Regions from separate parts of the Mus musculus genome. Here region 1 is linked to region 2. A link is a contact called in public Micro-C data. All regions are on one chromosome and are shown on one strand. The core of a region is the stretch at or near the end of the contact, and the rest is flanking DNA. Distances in the headings are between cores, read along the strand shown.

Region 1 (7,764 bases), core at 1,995-4,494, 290 kb before region 2:
GCCATGACAACCAGATTAGGTAAATTCTGGACACCACTTTGGCAACTCTTTAATACAGAAAAGTCTACCCCAAAAGAATGGGTCACAAAGTATAACATTTAATTAGACTTGGGCTGTCAAATTACACTCCCTTGTTCATTAGTCAATAGGCACAGATAAAATTTGATAGAATTATAATTAGAAATAATAAGAGCAATTTCTTTAGCCATTTCACCTTTCAATTATATTTCATTGAGACTTACCCTTTAATATGACTAGACTTCCCATTCATGTGAGAATTTGACAAACCTCTCAGGATTCTGGGACATATTTACACTTGAAAAAAATGTGTACATTTAAAAAAAGTTCTTAAGAGATTTGGCTACTTAAAAACCACTCTACCCAGAAAGATGTAAAAGTATACATTTTATTCATTCATTCCATCAGCTGAGAACTGCTACATTGTACAAATAATTATTGTACAAAAAAAATCACAAAATGTTACAAAATAAAAAAGTACAAACTGCATTACCTAATAAATACACTAAAAGTAGTTAAAGTGGCAACATGGATTTTTTTTTGATGGGGGGTGGGGTGGAAACACTGTTTGACCCAGCAAACCATACAAGTGGCTTACATTTTTACATAATACAAAGTGAATTCTATTTTGCCTTTTGGAAGAACTTTAAAACGACAGAATATTAAGACAAAAGCTTCCTGCTAAAAACAGTGTTGAAATCAAGAAGCTGTATAATGCAGGAGGCTGACCTTCTCACAAAAGTTCATAAAAGCCTTTCCTAAGTTGATGAATAAAACGAACACAATCGAGAACACCAATCTACTCTATAAACATAAGAGTACAGAATTATCATTCTGCCGTCAGCAAATAGCAGACTTCAAGTAAGGCCTGGTACTGTCATTAAAAAAAAAAAAATCGTCCCAAAGCTATCCCTTCCTTAACTTCTTCAAAATGAACCATTTCTTAAAAAAATAACATCTTCTCTCCCCCCCTCCCCAATAGGTTTTTTTCATCAAAATGGAATGGGCTAATCATCTGGTAACATAATGTGTCAATATCCATTTGAAATAATTAAGAATTGTGAAATATTCCAACAATAAACTAGTTACTAAATCACAAACTGAAATAAACTTCATAGAAAGCACTTCTCTGGATTCTGCTTAAAAGCCATTTCTCGAAATTGGAACAAGGCAATAGATGAAAGTACACCCATTTTTAAAAATGTGCAAAAATACATTTTTATAGAAAATAGACTACCAGGAATGAACAAATTCATACCGTGAGACATCAGCTTGCAAATTAAGTAGCACTCACTTTATACAGCAAATTTTAAATAGCAGTAGGCTCACCCAAAGCTATCAGGAAACATCATTCAGGTGCCCAGCAACCTGCGGCTCTGAGAGGACATTCAAAAACTGATTAAGGCATTACACCTAAAGTCAGTCTACTAGGAAAGTGAAAAGTGCCATTACCCTAATTAGAGTTCGTGTGGTTCTCCCAACACAACTGACACGCGCCATTTCCCCCAACTTGTCAGGTCCTCAGACTTTTCAAGAGCATGCATTTTGTTCAATATACATTTTGGACAGGGATATGGCCATGGACTTGGCAAGTTCTTCATCGCGTTTTTTCTGTATCTGGGTTTGCTTGCACCAATTGTCATACTCTGGGTTAGGATAGGAGTGGTCAAAAACAGCATCATAGTGTCCATTGCTGAGCCAACTGAGCCAAATACTGGGCCGTAGAGAATCCTCTGGGCCCAGATAGTGGATCATGGTAGACACGGTGGGGCTCTCCAGCCTCCCTCCAGTAGTTAAGTGTATATTCACATTCAGCATCTGCCCCATGGCCAGCAATTCGGGATATCCGGCCCACGCCCCATCTTGGGCAGCAGCGATAATAAACTCCCCCACGTCGCCCTCAATGAGTGGGCTGAAGTGGTCCAGGTGGTCCGCGATGTAGTGCACGGTCTGCTCCCTCAGCTCCCGGTGCAGGCTCTGGTCCCCGTACACAGTCTTGCTGACAGCTCGGTAGAGGCAGTTGCCGTCGGGGATGATGTGGAATCGGTACTTGTTTCTCTGCCTCAGGTACTTGTCCTGCCTCTCCACCTCGGCCAGGTACAGGGCTAGCTTCTCGTCCCTGGGATCCGCCCGGGACGTGCCTACGGCTTCGCCTTCGCCGTTCTGGGCCGGCTCGCCGCTGCTCCGAGCGGGTGCCGGAACCGGGTGAGCCTCGGCTTCGGGATCTTGCCGTCGGAGCGCGTCAGACCCGGAGGCGTCGCTGCGACCGCTCGCCCGGTCCCAACCCCGGGAACTGCGCTCCGCCCGGCGCTCTTCACCCCACGGGCCGGAGCCCGGGCCGGCGCCGGGCTCCGGGCCGACGGGGGCCGGTGCAGGGGCCCGGTGCTGGGAGGCTGCCAGGGCCTGGCGGTGCTCGCTCAGTCGGAAGTTCCTGTCCGGAGCGTCGCGGACGGCGTTCGGGGCCGCGGGCTCGTCGGGCCGGAGCAGCTCTTCCAGCAGCCAGGCAGAGGAACCGCGACGCGGCGGCGAGGGGGCTGAGGGTGGCGGCAGCAGGAGGCGCTCGGCGCCCAGGGCCCGCACGGCGATGTGCGCCGTGGACGTGAAGTGCGGCGGCAGCGGCGGCTTGCTGCACGCGCCCGGCGGGGCGGCGGCGGACCCGGACCGCTCGAAGCAGGCAGAGAAGGCGGGCATGGCAGCGGCGGCGGCGGCTTCGCGTGGTTCGGTGGCCGCGGCGGGTGGGCGCTCTCCGGTATCCGGCTCCGGGGCCGCGGCGGCGGGGCTGGCTGACTGCAAGGAGACCTTGAAGGCGGCGGCGGCGGTGGCAGGCGGGGCGGCGGCCGTGGGCCCCGGCGTGCCCGCAGGGTAATGGGTGCACACGCTGCTGTAGAGCTGCATGGCCGCGGCCGCCCGCGGCCCCTTATAGCTGCGAGCCCGGCTTGGAGACACACCCTCGGGCGCAGTGCCCCGGAGCCCGAGAATAGCGCTGAGCTCAGCGCCGCGGGCCGCCGCGTCAGGAGCCGCGAATAGCGCCCGGGCCGCGACCCAATTCGTGCTGCGCCACAGCGCGCGGGCGGTCCGAGGGCACCGGAGGGCGCGCGCTCGGCCGGGGACTCGGGCGTAGGACGCTGGCGCAGCTGTGCCCCGCGCCGGCCGCTGGGGACGGTTGGAGGAGCTGCCCGCTCAGACGAGCGCCGCCCGCCCGCAAGCAGGAGTGCAGCGCGCGGATGGTAGGAGGCGGGGCCGCGCTTGTTTACCTCAGGCCGCGCGGCCGCGTCACGTGGTCCCACAGGAATGCGCGCCCCATTCAAGCGGGGCGGCCCCGCCCTCCAGCGGAGACCTCATGGGCGTGGCCGGGGAGGGCGAGGCGGGGGCTGGACTACGGACATGCGCATTGAGTGCGCTCCCAACCTGACTACGGTTGCTGGCTGCCTGGTACCTGGGAAGCAGATCTGTGGGCTATGCGGCTGTCCTGCTGTGTGACGCTGTGGCGGGACCAGCGTTGCTGGGGCAAACAAATAGGTTGGAATAACGTTTTTCTAAAACACTTCCGGACTAGGGACTGAGCTCTACCTTCAGGGCCAATGGCATTCAACTTCTTGAGTCGTTTCCTCCAGTTAACGTGTTTGGGTCTGGTCTACACGGTCTTGCTGCCCCGCTAAGCAAAAATAGACGTTCCTGCACTGCTAACTTAAGTCACCTAGGAAATGCAAGGGCGAAAGGAAGGCTTTTCAACAGCCTTCCTTGGAATACCAAATAACATGCCGCCTTAAAGCCTTTTGAAAGTAGATCGCGACTGTTAAACTTTGAGGCAAGAGGCACACAACCTGTTTTCTGGAACAGCACAGCAAAATGAAATAACAGACTGAACTGTGCTTCCTCTGCAACGGAAAGCCAGAGTGTTATCAAATTGGTACCTACTTGCAGTAACAGTAGCTTTTGCCTTATTCTGAGTTTCAATCCAATTTTAAATTTAGTTTCCAGATATACAGATTGAATTGGAGACTACTTCTTGGTATGGAAAAACAGCCTGCAGGTTGTACTACCTGCGCGCCACCATTCTGCTTGGAACATAATTTATGCTTGTTACTAGGGTCTCTCGTTGGGGGTTCTTAGTCTCCTTAATCAAATAAATTTAAAATGTTCAAAAGGAAGCTCGGGGGGGGGGCAATTTTACTAGAGTTTGAGAGGGTAGGCAATCTGCTAATCTTGGCAGGTGGCCAGAGAAGGGAAGGGGGGGAAAAAAAAGAAAAAAAGAAAAAAAGAAAAAAAAGCCATGCCCTTTTAAGTTAGGACTGGAAAAGGCAGGCCAGCAGGTTCAGCAATGGAGTTTGGCCAGCGGTTGCTCAGGGAAGGGTTGGTGTAACCCGCCTATCAAGACTGGAATGGGTGTATACTAAACAGATATACTAACCCTGTTATTTACCCCATTGGGAAAAAAAAAAATGGACACCTCTCCCCCCACCCCCACCCCGCCTCCGTACACTGATAGGCACATATGCCTGCACACACATTAGAATTCCTCCTAGGGATCTATCTCCTGCTGGGAGGGAAAAAAAAAAAAAAACCGGCTGAATCCCTGGGGACATCCAGAGAAGAAACTTATCTTCTGGAAATGACCTTTCAGGAGAGATTTGGAGCTGAGAAAGGAATGGATTGGGGACCACATTTGCCAGTGTTTAGTTAGGCAGAGCTTTTGTTTTGTATTTGAACCTCATCCTCAGGAAACCCAACTCCAAGGCAGAATTTGTGGATTAGTAAGATCTCTGTGTCCCACTTTCCGATGTGGCCACATTGAATAAATCTCCTTTTCTTTTTCTTGTGGCTTTCTTTTCCTTCATTAATTTGGCACTTTTAGCTGCCTTACTGAAGAAGGATGGCCGAACTTGAGTTGGAACACAGTTTGTAACCCATAATTCTAGTAATAGTAGCTTTAGAGAAAAGTAAAACGGCACAGAATGTCCATAAAAGCATGCCTGGTATCTTCAAGCAAACAATGCAAAAGAGGAAATGACCCTTTTCTGAATGAGAGCTCAGAAGAGAAGGCAGGCCAGACCACAGGGCTGTTTTCCAGAGAAGGCCAGTGGCCACAAGGTGGGCAAGGTCTTCTGGGAAGGGAATGTATATTATCTTATTAAATGAATTATTATCCTCCTCGTTCTCCATTACATAGCTTAAATCTATAGTACCTCCATCCTGGGCTGAGCACAGAATGCTCGGATTCTATTCTTTTGACCAGGAGAAAGTAGCTTTGTCTTAATGTTCTTTAACAAAATATCTACCTTTTGCCTGGTAATTTAAGTCAGAAAGAGGTACTTCCCTTTGTAGGTGTTGGGAAGGTGTGCTCTGAAGTTCTGGATTCCTAATGCTTGAGTGAAACGCCATCTTGTTTTGCTTTCCTGTTATTGTCTAGCACAGTACTAGCCATGCAGTGGAACTGAGGAAACTTACTGAATGAAGGACTAGATGGCAAGTGAATTCTCAAACTCTCTCAGATGGCAGTGAAGTCAGAATTGCTATCTAGGTCTCTTGGCGTTACCCAGGGCTTTGGAGGACTCACTGGATCCTAGGGACTGTCAAATGCTCAAATGTTCCGGCCTGCTAGGTGGCTTCATCGAGGAGAAACTGAATGATTGCCTCCATAAGGAAGGCTGGATCTCGCCCCCTGACTTATTGCAGACCCATCATTCTGCCTTTAGGCATGTTGCTCTAAACTCTGCCTTCAGCCTTTCAGGAACTGAAGTTGTGAAACAAGAAACTAATACTGACAATAAGATCATCTTCAAATAAAAGTTACTTGGTAAATGTGTGGCTAACAGGGCTAGCCAGCAGAACAAGGGCCTGAGGGAGAGAAGGAGAATGTAGAAATCCAAATTGTCATGTAGTCCATGGCAACAGGGGAAGATAAACACAAGAACGCAAAGCAAAGTGACACAGAAGGCAGGTGGTGGTGATGCATCCACTGGACCAAGTTACAAATAGGCACAAAGACGGAAATATCTAAGCTTTGACATAAGGGCATTGCTTTCCCTTTTAGCTTGCATGAGCAAACTGTGCAAAACTATATATTCACTGTGAGGATCAATATTATCCATATAGCATTAGGCAGGTCTCCATGGGAACAGAAGGACCAATGATTCCATTCTAGAAATTTATCTGTCTAGAATATCATGGTGGTGTGCAGAAAAGAGGCACAAGTTTCAAAAACACAGGATTCCAGACTAGTGGATGTTTAGTATACTAGAAAACAAGATATTAGCAATTATCAGCCAAATGGTAACAAGAAGAAACCTAGTGTCTTAGTCAGGGTTTCTATTCCTACACACACATCATGACCAAGAAGCAAGCTGGAGAGGAAAGGGTTTATTCGGCTTACACTTTCACACTGCTGTTCATCACCAAAGGAAGTCAGGACTGGAACTCAAGCAGGTCAGGAAGCAGAAGCTGATGCAGAAGCCATGGAGGGATGTTACTTACTGGCTTGCTTTCTTATAGAACCCAAGACTACCAGCCCAGAGATGGTACCACCCATAGGGGCCCTCCCCCCTTGATCACTAATTGAGAAAATGCCCCACAGCTGGATCTCATGGAGGCATTTCCTCAACTGAAGCTCCTTTCTCTGTGATAACTCCAGCCTGTGTCAAATTGACATACAAAACCAGCCAGTACACTCAGTGTGTCTGCATATACATTGGATGAGGTATATATTGAGAAGCTTTTATTGAGTCCCAACTATGCTGCCAGTTACAGAAGACTCCAAAAGTCTTTTATGCTTTCCAGGCAGCAAAAAACTATCCACCAGAGGGATATGCATAAAATACAAGCCTAACACTTTTGTCCTATAATACATACACTGAGAGCTACCAGCTCAGTGTTTCTGACCTTCCCTGCTAAAATGAGACTTCAAAAAAACATCAAACGTCCATCTATTTCCTATTCATCAGTTATTTTTATAAAATAACTGACTTTATTATATAATTTCTTTAAAAGCCTACTGTGGAAAGAGATGGTGGACCCAAACTAATAAATTCCAAAATTCACCACAAGCCTACAGTCATGCAAGGTTTTCATTGTAAAAGTGACTTTTAACTGTGGTCTCAGAGGCTTAATGCCTTCATCTACTAATCTGGGCTTAGTTCTGGAAGTTTCTAGCCTTTCTACAATCTTATGTAGGCCTAGAATGTTTTCAGCCCCTGAGACTCACTACTGAATAAACTTTCCCCTAGTCCTTTCTGAATTCTGCCTGGCTGGTTCAACTCAGCTGTTCTGGCTCAAACTCTTCTCCAAGCTGACTGATTCAATCCGACTTTGACTGAATTGCTCTGCTTGGCCTCATACTAACTTTGGCAATATCTTCTAATTTTCTAGCTCCTTCTCATTTTTTGGCTCACTCTGTCTCCACCTTTGTCTAGCTTGTTCCCTATCTGCAACCTGTCTCTCTGTAACTGTAAAACTGCCTCCTCCCTCTCTCTACACTGTTCCCTCAGGTAGTTTCCTTTTCCTCTTTCTTCTTGTGAGAGTTGGGCATCTTATTGTCAAATCTTCCTCTGATTCATCGATTTGTCTGCCAGTCAGACATCACTTTCAAACATGGGTGCTTCCTTCTACAAACTAACTTTACCTTCATTGTTTGGGATTAAACCTATGTACTAATGGTGTGTCTGTATTCCGGCCAGAGGGATTATTAAAGGTGTATGCTGAGGACTGAGCCACAACACAACTAGAAACAGCGTTTTTCAGTAAATAAAA
Region 2 (6,784 bases), core at 166-2,665:
TTCCATCTTCTGAGATCTTCTTTAATTTCTTTCTTCAGAGACTTGAAGTTCTTTTTATACAGATCTTTCACTTCCTTAGTTAGAGTCACGCCAAGGTATTTTATATGATTTGTGACTATTGTGAAGGGTGTTGTTTCCCTAATTTCTTTCTCAGCCTGTTTATCCTTTGTGTAGAGAAAGGCCATTGACTTGTTTGAGTTAATTTTATATCCAGCTACTTCATTGAAGCTGTTTATCAGGTTTAGGAGTTCTCTGGTGGAATTTTTAGGGTCACTTATATATACTATCATATCATCTGCAAAAAAGTGATATTTTGACTTCTTCCTTTCCAATTTGTATCCCCCTTATCTCCTTTTGTTGTCTAATTGCTGTGGCTAGGACTTCAAGTACAATGTTGAATAGGTAGGGAGAAAGTGGGCAGCCTTGTCTAGTCCCTGATTTTAGTGGGAATGCTTCCAGTTTCTCACCATTTACTTTGATGTTGACTACTGGTTTGCTGTAGATTGCTTTTATCATGTTTAGGTATGGGCCTTGAATTCCTGATCTTTCCAAGACTTTTCCTAAGCAGCATAAGATATAAAACTGGGTTGGAAAGGAGGTCAGGAGAGCAGCTGCCCAGTGCTAAACCACAGGGCCACGAAATTACAGAGAATTACACCTGGGACTCCTCAAAGACTCCTACTCCTCCCAGGGAAGATGCAAAAGTGTCCGGATTCACAAATGAGGGCAAAAAGCACTTACCATTCCACCCCATCCTGTCTCTTAGCCACTAACAACCTGTTGGAACACGAGAATAATTCACCCACACATCTCAAAACCTAGAGTCACACAAAACCAAGATAGTGTTGCAGCAGCACCCGTGATGGTGCAGTGGGCCAGTCTCACAGGACAGGAGGCAACTAGCAGTCCTCCCGAAGGAAGTGGGGGGGGGGGGGGGGAGGGCAAGGATTAACTCCCGCCCAGGAGAGGGCGCACAAGGTACGGCTGTTGACCGCCACTGGGTCCCTGACAACACCATGGCTCCTAACACGACTTTGTACACCAAAATGTAACATATAAACGAACTGTATGCAAGCATAGGAGAAGATTCGATCCTCTCCGGCATCAGTGCTCCCCCAGCACACCAAGTTTACCAAACGCGTTGCTCTGCTCCGCAACTCAGGCAGCGGGCCGCTGGGACCAGTCTCTCAGGACCTCACAGGAGGCCGCCCAGGGTCAGCCAGGACTGTGAAACCGAAAGCCACGAGAGACGGCAGCGATTGAGGACCTACCTGTGTCCTTGCTTCCCGATCCCGCGCAACCCCGAGCCAGCCGTCCAGGCGCCTGCAGCAAAGGCAGACCCCGCAGCGCTCGCAGCAGTCGCGCCATGACGCTGCCACCAACGGGTTTCCTCCCAAGCCTACCCAACCCCCACCCTCCGCCGGATCCCTCCCCTCTGCCCAGGTCTCTTCCCCTCCTCCAGGCTCTCCTTTTCTTCTGGTGCTCCACCCTACCCCCACCACTTAACTTATCCTCTTGCTCCTCTTGACCTTGATCTTCGCGGAGTGTGTGGAATATCCCGGGACTCCACTGCCTCCTCCTCCCGCAGTACCTTACTCCGATTGGAATCATGACTAGTCTAAAACTTGCTGTGTTTCAGTTTGTTTAGGTTTTCCAGAAGTCATACTAATTGCAGTTGGTTATTTCTGGCTTCCCTTACTCAACATAATTATCTGGACATTGCTGCTTGGTTTTTTGCGTTACATTATGCACAAATCTTTTTTTTGTTGTTGTTGTTGTTCTGAATAATATTCCATTATACTAAACTGTTACTCATTAGTTTAGGCTGTTCTAATTTTTGCACATCAAAAACAAAGCTGCCAGGAGCGTTCCTGTACATGCCTTTTTTTTGGATACCTGGAAGAGGAATAGCCAGGTCTCAAGGGCAACGGCTGCTTCACTAGCAATGTATGAAAGCTCCTGTCATCATCCCCTTCCTACACTTGATTACTCAGGCCTGTTTTTTTGTTGTTGGTTGGTTGGTTGGGTTTTTTGTTCGTTCGTTTGTTTTGCTTCGGTTTTTGAGATCTAATCTCTCTATGTTGTCCAAGCGTCCTCAAACTTGGAATCTTCCTGCCTCGGGACTGAGTTTATAGACATGCATCACTACAAAGTTAGACTTAAACTTCTTACAGTAATAGGCTTCTCTTGTGTTATCTTTCAGTAACTGACAATTAGCCATTGCTAAATCATACATGGTTTTGCCCATTTATTATTAGATTTACTTGTTGTGGATTTTTTTCAAGGTTCTTCCATATATTCTCTGGGCACAAAGCCATTATCAAATCGTTTCCTCACAAATTTCCCTTCCCGAGACTGTGGGCTGTGTTTTTCTGTTTCCTAATTGTGTCTTGGGATGGGAAGTTTTACATTTTGTTAAACTTCATTTTATCGGTTTGATGGTTTGTTTTTGTTTTTTATAGTTTGTGGCGGCTTAGGGGTAACATATTTAACAAATGGAGCTAGTCCAATATTACAAAATATTTTATGTGTTTTCTTCTGCTAATTTTATAGTTTTAAGTTTTACATTTAGGTCTATTATCTATCTGAGTTAATTTTTATTTATTTATTCATTTTTTAAAATAAGGTAATTTTTTTTTTTTTGTTCTCTACTGCCTGCATTTGAGTTCTTGTCAAAATCAGTGTATGGCTGAGAATGCAGCTCTGTAGTAGAGCAATGGCTAGCATTCACGGCCTCAGGGTCGCACACACCCACTGGGGAGAAACCCCAGGTTGGTTGGTTGGTTGGTTGGTTCGTTTGTTTGTTTTTATCAATACAGGGATCTGTTTCTGGACTTTCTGTTCTTTCCGATTAATCAACATGTCAGTGAGTATACAGAGTACTGTAACATCTGCATCCCTGGAGGTGGAGTCAGCTAGTATTTGCAGATCTCTGCAGATCTTCACACTCCCAGAAAACAGAGGGAAGCCTTCCTGGATCCTTCCCTCTCCCTGTTTCCTCTATCCACTGCTTTGAGAACTTTCATCTCATCCTGGCACAGGGCTTTCTGCCCCCACTCCCATGCCCACCTATCAAGAAAGATCATGGGATGGGATGGAGAGATGGCTCATCAGTCAAGAGTACTGAATGCTCTTCCAAAGGTCCTGAGTTCAAATCCCAGCAACCACATGGTGCTTCACGACCATCTGTAATGAGATCTGACACCCTCTTGTGGTGTGTCTGAAGACAGCTACAATGTTCTCATATACATAATATAAATAGGTTTTTTAAAAGAACACAAAAACGCAAAGAAATATTCTTGAGCCGGGTGGTGTACTTACATATAATAATAAATAGAGAGAGAGAGAGAGAGAGAGAGATATCATGGGCCAATCTTCGAATTCCTGGCCATAAGGCTTTAACCTGATAAAACCCACTTAACAGTTTACTCTTGATTTTATATACTCCATGGTTTAGTCTCTGAAATGCCCGACCAACCACACTCTTCCTGGTCTATTTAAAAGAGGTCTTTCAGTTCCTGGTTTACTTATAGAGATCTCTCAGTTTTTTGGAGAGTCACAGTGTGCTCACTCTCTTGCTCTTGGTGATCACATGACGTCTCTCTGGAAAACGACAAAAGCAAACACCACTGGAAGACTGCTAGGAAAACCAGTCAGAGACTCTGCACCAGCTGTTTTTGCCTTTCCTTTCCACTTGGGAATAAGTTGTGATGGCTGAAGCACTGGCAGTTTTCTGGTATGCATGAAGATAAGATTTGCACCCTGGTGCTGAGCAGGAGATGCATGGAGCCTGGGTGTCAGGGATGCAAGGCAATAGTCAAGCCCTGAGTTGTACCCCTATGGTAAGAGAGACAAACACATTCATGTGTTGTTTAAACTGTGGTTGTGTTTTTGTGAGGATGATACAATACTCAGCTGGTCCTCTATTGGTTGTGAGAAACTTCAATAAAGGCTAAGCTCTACAGCATCATCTCTGTGTATCTCCCACAGTTCTCTGCAAGCTATACACACAAGGGGAGGAGGGGGGAGAAAGTAATGCTAAATAAGTCCCTAAAAGAAAAAGATGGAGGATCTACCAAAATGATCATTGAATCTACAGAGGAATAAGAGGGACTGACCACTAAAGTGGATACCAGGGCAAAAGTCAATAGACTTTTTGCTACTTAAAACTATTTGGAAAGAAGGAATGAGCAAGGTCACCTCTGAGCCATTCTCTTCCTCCAGGACGCGTAATCTCTTTTCATCTATTGAGAGTCCAATATTGATGATCAGACTGTTCCCTCTGAAATCTAGAGATTTCCTGGAAACTCTCCTTCTGGGCCAACTCTCATATCTGTGAAGGGTATGAACGAATGGCTTAGTAGAAAAGGGGTAGCCCGGCACAGGTGCTAGCTTCTGTTTTCAGCTACTTGCCATGGATGGTACAGATATTTGGACAAGTCAGCCTTTGGGCTTGGATCAGACAACTGAAAATATACCAGTGAAGAGAGGAAGTAGATGTCACACACCGTTCAAGTTCTTTTATGTCTATTCTTATACAGTTTTTGGTAACAAACATAAAAATATGCTCTTCTGGTGAACAAAGACCTGAAATACTGACAGTTAAAGTCATGTTAAGGTTTTCTACATATACATACATCAGCCACACATCCATTAAAGCACAAAAAAGTACTCATCCCAAATTGGAAAAATCAATAGGCTAATAAGAGCCCTACAGTACACATGACAGATAAACATTTAGTATTATGCATATAAGACAAGATAATATCTGGGTGGGCCACAGTCAGGCCACACTGGACAGATGGCTTCAAAGATGTGAGCAGATGGTTTGCACCAGAGAAAATATAAATAGTGAACAAATCCTTGGAAAAATGTTTAACTTCCATAATCATTACAGAATTTTTAATTAAAATATCTCCATGTATTTCCTCACATGTATCAAATAATGATAGATTTTTTTTTAAAGAACCCATTGCTAGCAAAGCTTGGGGTCTGAGTTGTATTCATACATTTCCTGTAAAAAGAGTGGCACCTTTCTTTCTGAAAAGAAACATATGTAGACTATAGAACTCATTATATTCCTCATTTTGCAACATTAGTTTAAAGGCACAGATCCTCGGGGAAGCCGTGATATGAAGGGGAACATTATTTTTACAGAAGGATTTACAGTTATGCTTTTCATAATGGCCAATTAATTTTTAAAACTCATCAGCAGACAATGACTAAGCAAATCTTGACATGATAATTTAGTGAAAAAGTATATAGCTCCTAAAATGCCAAAAGTGAAGATGACTTGGGTTTATGGAAAATGATGTCAAAAGGAAGCAAACAGGACAGAAAATAGTTCCATGACAACATAGAAAACATGCGTAATGAGAGTTACCTGCTCAGGAATAAACGCATGCAAGATGCTAGTACTGTTTGATGAGAGAGGACAATTTTATTAAATGATTTCTCAGGCTTCAGATTTGTTATAGATAAATTATGAAACAGAGGCATGCATAAAATATTCTTGAAAAAAAGATTATTAACATATTTTTATTTTTATTTTCATGTGGTGTGTGTGTGTGTGTCCGCGCGCGCATGCACGTAAAGACTCTTGGCTTATATAGAGAATCTTTCTCAGTTGTTTACCGCTTTTTGAGGCAGACTCTCTCAATCAAACTCAGAGGTCCACCTACACAAGGCTCACTAGGCGGTTTGCTCCCGGATCCCTGACTCCACCTTCCATGCCTGGAATTGAAGTGAGCTGCTCAAGCAGCACTCAAGACCTTAACATGGCTTTAGGAATCCGATTTCAGTCCTCTACTGAGTCAGCCTTGTCTGAGGCATGCGCCATTTTCTCACCCCTTCAGGTGGGCTTCTCCGTTTCAGCACTGTGGACATTAGTGCATGCACAGATGGGAGGAGAGGGGACTAAGTTGTGGTTATCTGCACCTAGTGTGGATTTTGGCTTTCCAAGGCTTTAGTGGTATGTTTTGTAATGTGGTGGCCTGGTTCGGCAGCATGGCTGTGCTGAGGCATCCCCACCCTGAGGTACCAGCCATACAACGGGTCTAGTATAAAATGAAGTGTATTTAGAGGCATGAGAAAGAAGGTAAGAAAAGGGTGTGGGAAAGAAAGGGGACAGAGAGGGACAAAACAAGAGAAAGGAGAGAAAAGAAGAAGCCACTGGGGATACATGGGGGGATCAAAGAGGGAGGGAGGGGGGGGATAGATAGGGAGAGGGAGAGGAAAGGGGAGAGGGAAAAGAGAGGAGGGAGGGGGAGGGGAGAGGGAGAGGGAGAGAAGAGGGAGGAGAGGGGAGAGGGAGAGAAGAGGGAGGGGAGTGGGAGGGGAAAGGACAGGAGAAGAGGGGAGAGGAGAGGGTAGAGGGAGAGGAGGAGGGGAGGGGGAGAGGGAGAGTCCAAACAGTCCTTTTATAGCCGCCAGGCTCCCGCCTGGCTGTTGCTAGGTAACTGTTGGGTGGAGCCTAGAAGAAAAGTTAACATTTACTCCAGATGCTTGCAATGATGAAGCCAATATCTCGGAAAACAGAATATATGGAGAGAGAGAGAATCTGAGCCATTGATGGCTGTCAGACTCCTGGCTCAAGGAAAGTTCTCATCTTTCCTTTTTTGACTTTTCCATGACCCCATCCCCCAATTGGGCTGAACCACCAATCTACACAAGTCCTTTTTTTTTTTTTTTTTCAAATTTTCAGCATTTTTTTTTTTGATGTTATGAGGCTCAATACCTATTGCCAATATGCAAATCTCATTGATTTCCAACATTCATTTCTCTA

The links. Hi-C and Micro-C count contacts between places; a contact is called where the count stands out from the background.
Region 1: a contact with region 2 is called in a Micro-C map of embryonic stem cells, with 3 times the contacts expected there. The contact joins the promoter of Otud1 here to the promoter of Msrb2 in region 2. A contact is called at or near these places in 1 of 39 promoter capture datasets (liver), 1 of 484 Hi-C or Micro-C datasets (embryonic stem cells) and 1 of 115 datasets of contacts at active chromatin or transcription factors (memory CD8 T cells).

Annotation. Positions count from the first base shown.
Region 1 is chr2:19,653,211-19,660,974 of GRCm38.p6, reverse strand. Otud1 (OTU domain containing 1) reads right to left here and starts at 3,244. Exons shown (of 1, transcript NM_027715.2): 1 at 1-3,244. The coding sequence starts at 2,913. The coding sequence ends at 1,549. Gm3230 (predicted gene 3230) reads left to right here and starts at 3,078. Exons shown (of 1, transcript NR_033642.1): 1 at 3,078-5,169.
Region 2 is chr2:19,366,267-19,373,050 of GRCm38.p6, reverse strand. Msrb2 (methionine sulfoxide reductase B2) reads right to left here and starts at 1,415. Exons shown (of 5, transcript NM_029619.2): 1 at 1,272-1,415. The coding sequence starts at 1,368.